Linked DNA regions of Pan troglodytes: region 2 is linked to region 1. A link is a contact called in public HiChIP or PLAC-seq data. All regions are on one chromosome and are shown on one strand. Each heading gives the region's core, a stretch centred on a gene start, on an enhancer-like site or on the middle of the called end of the contact. The rest is flanking DNA. Distances are from core to core; before and after follow the strand shown. Region 1 holds the start of TMTC3 (transmembrane O-mannosyltransferase targeting cadherins 3). Region 2 holds the start of KITLG (KIT ligand).

The links. HiChIP or PLAC-seq counts read pairs in DNA pulled down with a chosen protein or histone mark.
Region 2: an H3K4me3 HiChIP or PLAC-seq map of stem cell-derived excitatory neurons shows a contact between it and region 1, with 6 times the contacts expected there. The contact joins the promoter of KITLG here to the promoter of TMTC3 in region 1. A contact is called at or near these places in 2 of 7 Hi-C or Micro-C datasets (blood and stem cell-derived neural progenitor cells) and 1 of 1 datasets of contacts at active chromatin or transcription factors (stem cell-derived excitatory neurons).

The regions. Positions count from the first base shown.
Region 1 is chr10:94,969,510-94,972,209 of NHGRI_mPanTro3-v2.0_pri, reverse strand. TMTC3 (transmembrane O-mannosyltransferase targeting cadherins 3) reads right to left here and starts at 1,272. Exons shown (of 15, transcript XM_063785961.1): 1 at 1,063-1,272. CEP290 (centrosomal protein 290) reads left to right here and starts at 1,347. Exons shown (of 54, transcript XM_063785958.1): 1 at 1,347-1,649; 2 at 2,215-2,343; 3 at 2,516-2,593. The coding sequence starts at 2,242.
Region 2 is chr10:95,412,713-95,415,412 of NHGRI_mPanTro3-v2.0_pri, reverse strand. It overlaps KITLG (KIT ligand), which reads left to right and starts at 1,375. Exons shown (of 9, transcript XM_003313839.7): 1 at 1,375-1,900. The coding sequence starts at 1,886.

The DNA of each region.
Region 1 (2,700 bases), core at 23-2,522:
AATATGTCCTCCAGCCAGAGAGATCTGTGTTCAATCACACTATTTAAGTTAAAGTACTTAGCTTCTCCAAGCCTCAGTTTCTTAACTCAGATGGAAAATGAGGACAATGTAAGCACCTATTTCACTGGATTGTAAGGAAGAATAAACAAGATAATGAATAGTATTTGGCATATAATCTTTCAGAAAAGTAGTAAAATTGTCATTCCTATAAATCTAACTAATGTCTTTAAAATTCATCTCACAAAATCAGTATCTTTTTATTTTGTACTGAGCTACTTATTTTACCCAAATTGGGGGTTTAAAAAGAAACTCATTACTTATTTTCGAAAGGAAAATTTACTGTCAAGTACAGTAATTTTTTTTTTAAAGCAGCGTTTAAAAAAAAAAAAAAGACAAAGCACTGGTCCAGATAGTTGGAAATGTCATTTAGATTTAAGTCTACAGCTTCTTAGGAAAGTTACGTAGAGATGTATCATACTCCAGCATGATTGTGAGCAGATGAGCAGGATGAGCAAAACTTGCACGAGTAAGAGTGGTAAACACCAGAGAAGGCGCTTTCATGGAAGGGCACCCTAGGTAACCAAGCAAGTGGCAACAATAGTACAGGTGAGTCCTCGGGTCCCTTCTCTCTCCACCCCCGGCAGTGGCCCGGACAAGTACTAACCTCTCCTCTCTAGAGCCTTGACTTTATACTAGCTCCACAACCATCAAGCCCCACGATCCGCGAAGGGAATGGTGCTACAGGTAAGGCGGGCGGGGTCGGGATGCCGAGACCTCTTGTCAATTCTTCGCTCGCCCCCAAACGAGGATCACGGCTGCGCGGCTCTCACTCTAACTACCAAGACAGATTCTGATACTAAACAAGGCTAAAACTTTTTGTTTTCTCCTTCTTACTGAAGGCACTACCCTGGACGCCGCTTGCAAACGCCTGAAGAGAAGGCAGGGTGTTCCCACTTCTTCAGAATGGGACCAGGCCCTACGGCCCCAATAGCAGAAGCTTCTCTAACCCAGGACTGCTCCCCTCAACTCCTCCCAATATGCTGACCGACAGCTCGACCTCACCTGGGAGCGGTTCCTCCAGGGGATGGCTTAGGAAAACCTCAGGAAGAGCGGCCCAGCGAGTGACGCCACTGAAACCACAGTCATGGTCTACCTCGTTCAGGCCACCAGTTCGTAGGCGCCTGAGCCGCTGCGCCTCCCGCCTCTCGGTCCTTCCCCGCCGCCCCAGTACCGTCGCAGTCTTACGCGTTGCATGCCGGGAGCGCCTTACCTTCTTTTCTCAGGGACTTCAGTTCCCAGCATGCAGAAGCCTCAGGCAGAACTGCACTCTGGGATTTGAAGTCCTCGTTCCACGCCTTCTCATCATCCTGAACACCGAGCTCTGGGACTCCGGCGGAGAATCTAAACGTAAAGCATCACCCACGGTCGTGAACTGTAGGCTCTCCTTGCATCCGGGATCTTATTCTGGCCTTGGCGGAGTTGGGGATGGTGTCGCCTAGCAGCCGCTGCCGCTTTGGCTTGCTCGGGACATTTGGCTGGACCCAGAGTCCGCGTGGAACCGCGATAGGGATCTGTCAGGGCCCACGGCGGGGTCCAGCTTGGTGGTTGCGGTAGTGAGAGACCTCCGCTGGTTGCCAGGCTTGGTCTAGGTGGGTGGATCCTTGTAAGCAGGATTAGCGAGTCACTCCACGCTCAGGTTCTTTAGCCTGAGGGCCCGTGTGCCACAGCGTAGCTACCCCGCCCCTTCCAGCCTCGGGTCGGTAATACTGCCTTGCTTCGGTTCCAGTTTCCGCCGCACAACTTCACTCATTCCAGTTGTTAATTTCTGCGTTTTTTTTCAGCCCCAATTCTGTTTCTCCAAATCAGGGATGATTGTCGGCCTTCCACAGACCCTCGCGCTTGCCAGGATTAGGGTGTTCGCGCGCATTGTGGGTAGGGGTGTGGAGGAAGGGATCCAGAAATCTTAAGTATTAACTTAGATTAGTGTTAGCAAGGAAGCCGTCACATTTTATTTAGCCGGTACACTCTGACAGTTTGTGCCGACTGCTATTTTTGATCAAGGCTATTTTGCCCACTTGTCTGTTTTGTGGCCCAATTGTCTGTTTTGCTAACATCAGAAAGTTATAATGAAATAATCTGCAAAAAAGTAAGGTGCTAGAAAACCAATAATACTGTGTACCTTGAAAATGCTAATATCCACCTGTTTTGTTACAGAGGTGGAGCACAGTGAAAGAATTCAAGATGCCACCTAATATAAACTGGAAAGAAATAATGAAAGTTGACCCAGATGACCTGCCCCGTCAAGAAGAACTGGCAGATAATTTATTGATTTCCTTATCCAAGGTGCTTAATTGGTCAATAATAATAGATATATACATTAACTTATGATTAATTTATTAATAAAATATGAATTTATTTTTTTCAGGGACAACTATAATTGTCACAATCTGGAAGAGTTCTTATATTTTGCTTGAAGGTTATAAAATATAAAACAGTTGCTTTTCTGTTTACTTAGGTGGAAGTAAATGAGCTAAAAAGTGAAAAGCAAGAAAATGTGATACACCTTTTCAGAATTACTCAGTCACTAATGAAGGTTTGTATGTAGTAGGTTTTAACTATAGGTTTGGCTATTAGTGGAACTATAAAAATCTGTTCTTATGTAAGGTAATCTTTGTGAAAATACCTGGTAATATCTACATC
Region 2 (2,700 bases), core at 126-2,625, 440 kb before region 1:
CACCTGAGGTCAGGAGTTCGAGACCAGCCTGGCCAAAATGGTGAAACCCCGTCTCTACTAAAACAACAACAACAACAACAAAAATACCTGGGCGTGGTGGTGGGCACCTGTAATCCCAGCTACTTGTGAGACTGAGGCGGGATAATCGCTTAAACCTGGGAGGCGGAGGCTGCATTGAGCCGAGATTGCGTCATTGCACTTCAGCCTGGGAGACAGAGCGAGATTCCATCTAAAAAATAAAAAATAAAAATAAATCTTGAAGAAAAAAAAAAACAATCATTTGCTATGCCTCCAGTATCCAAATTAAGCTCATTTTGATATTTGATGTTCGATATATTTGTACTAAGAGTACCTAATGTATAAAAATCTTTCTAAGCAACTATCAACTTGGAATCATGATTGATGTGCTGTCTATACATATTTTTTCTAACATGAGAAAGTGAGAACGCAGTCCCCCACTAAATTATGCAGTCGAGTTTCCCACATTTGGGGAAATCACAGAAGTCAGCACATCTGGAGTGAAATAAACAAGCTTCGCCCTGATTACAGGTTTGGCATATTCATGTTTAACAAACGCACCGGAACTAATTAAAGCAAATTTGGAATCCTACTCTATTATTAAAATAACTAATTCCTAAACTCATACATTATTCTTTCTTTTAAAGATCACTGATGTTAATGTTCAGCTAATATTTTCTTTTAAAAAATTAATGAAATGCTTTGGAATGTTCTCCAGTTATACAAACAAAAACAGACACATTCTGGAGAATCAATAAAATATTTGAAGTATTTTTTAAGACTGTACAGCTGGAGCTCCAGGTTTAAATTAGAGCTCTGCCATTTACTAGATATGGTTGGTCAAGAAAATTAACCTTGTATTTCATCGTCCATAAAATGGGAATAAAATAATAAGATCTACACTAATAGATTTGATGAAAGAATTTAATGAGATAATCTATGCGAAGTTCTTAGTCTGGCACCTGGCACATGAATAAGTGCATCACATAATGATGTTAGCTATTATTATTGTGGTTGCATTATCTTTCCGTTCAAAAAAGTACAACTTTCAAAGCCTTGCTGTGTTGGCGACCTGTAGTTTAATAATCTATCGCTTCTCTTTCAATCTTAATTTCTAAAGACACAGTAACAAACCATTCCAAATGAAGCGTCTCCCCTTGCAATACTTAAGCTTGAGTCAACAATTCTTGTAATTATTAAATATTCATTCACTAAAGTAATTGTTTTTTTTAAAAAAATAGAGGTGATAGGACAATGGCCTAACTACAGATCGCAATTAAACTTTATTTCTCTAAGGCAGGCAGGGTGAATTCTTTGCTCCGAACCTCCCGGACTCCTCTCCCTCTCCGACTTTGTATAACAGAGGGAGCTCCGAGCCCTCTCTGGCGCGCGAGGTATTTCGTCTGTCCCCGGGGGTGCCAGGTGAGCCCCAGTGGATCCGGGAGGGTAAGCTGGGACTCCTCGCGAGCAGTAGCTGCAGGGTACCAAGCTTCGCCCTCTGCGTCCCCGCGCCTTCGCGGTCTCCCGCCAGTGCAGGTCCGGGGCCCCCAGGCGAGCGGACAACCTCCGCGCCCTTGCCTGCTTCTCGCCTACCCCGGGCTCCGGAAGGGAAGGAGGCGTGTCCGGAGCAGGCGGGCGGGAACTGTATAAAAGCGCCGGCGGCTCAGCAGCCGGGCTTCGCTCGCCGCCTCGCGCCGAGACTAGAAGCGCTGCGGGAAGCAGGGACAGTGGAGAGGGCGCTGCGCTCGGGCTACCCAATGCGTGGACTATCTGCCGCCGCTGTTCGTGCAATATGCTGGAGCTCCAGAACAGCTAAACGGAGTCGCCACACCACTGTTTGTGCTGGATCGCAGCGCTGCCTTTCCTTATGAAGAAGACACAAGTGAGTAGGGCGCGCCCGGGAGCTCCCAGGCTCTCCAAGAAAAATCGCGCCCGGTGCCCCGGGGAAGCCGGCGCTCCCTGGGACTTGCAGCTGGGGAGTGCAGGGCTGTGCCTGCCGGGTGAGCCAAGAGGATGCGGGGGAGGCCGGCGTGGTGTGTGATCCCGAGCCGAGCCGGGTGAGCCAGGGAGAAAAGGAGTGGGAGTGCTGAGAGGGAGCCGGTGTCAAGTTTGGAGCCTCAGCAGTTAAGTTTTGAGCTGTCAGTCGGAAACCGTAATTCCCGTCTGGTGGAAAGATTGGCTTTTGGGCCATGGAATGTTAAGTTATCACGGGAAGGCATGTCTTTGCATAGGAGACGGTTTTCCCGTGGATTCCGGGAGATTATGAAACAGCACCCCACGCGCCACCCTCACTAGCTTTCCCACTCAGATTTATTTGTGTAGCCCCGAGGTGGGCGCCGGGCACCAGGAGCGGCGCGAACGCGGGTGCAGCCGCGGGAGCGAAGCCAACGCGGAGCTCCTAAGCGGCAGCTCTCGGCGGGGCGGGAACCTGCCCGCCTGCCCGGGAAACTTGGCTCTCGGCGGTGTCTGCCTAGTTTGCGGCTCTGTGTGGGCTCTAAAGAGCTCTGGTACCTCCACGATGCATGCACCTTTTTCCATTTCAAAAGGGATAAAGGCTTTTTATAAAATAGGCACCTCTGAATGATAGTGATTGAGATAATTCCCAGTGCTGCTAAATTCTGCATTATACATAAAGCACTGTGGGTAAAGCGCTGCCTGGGGGGACAATTAGATTTTTTTTTC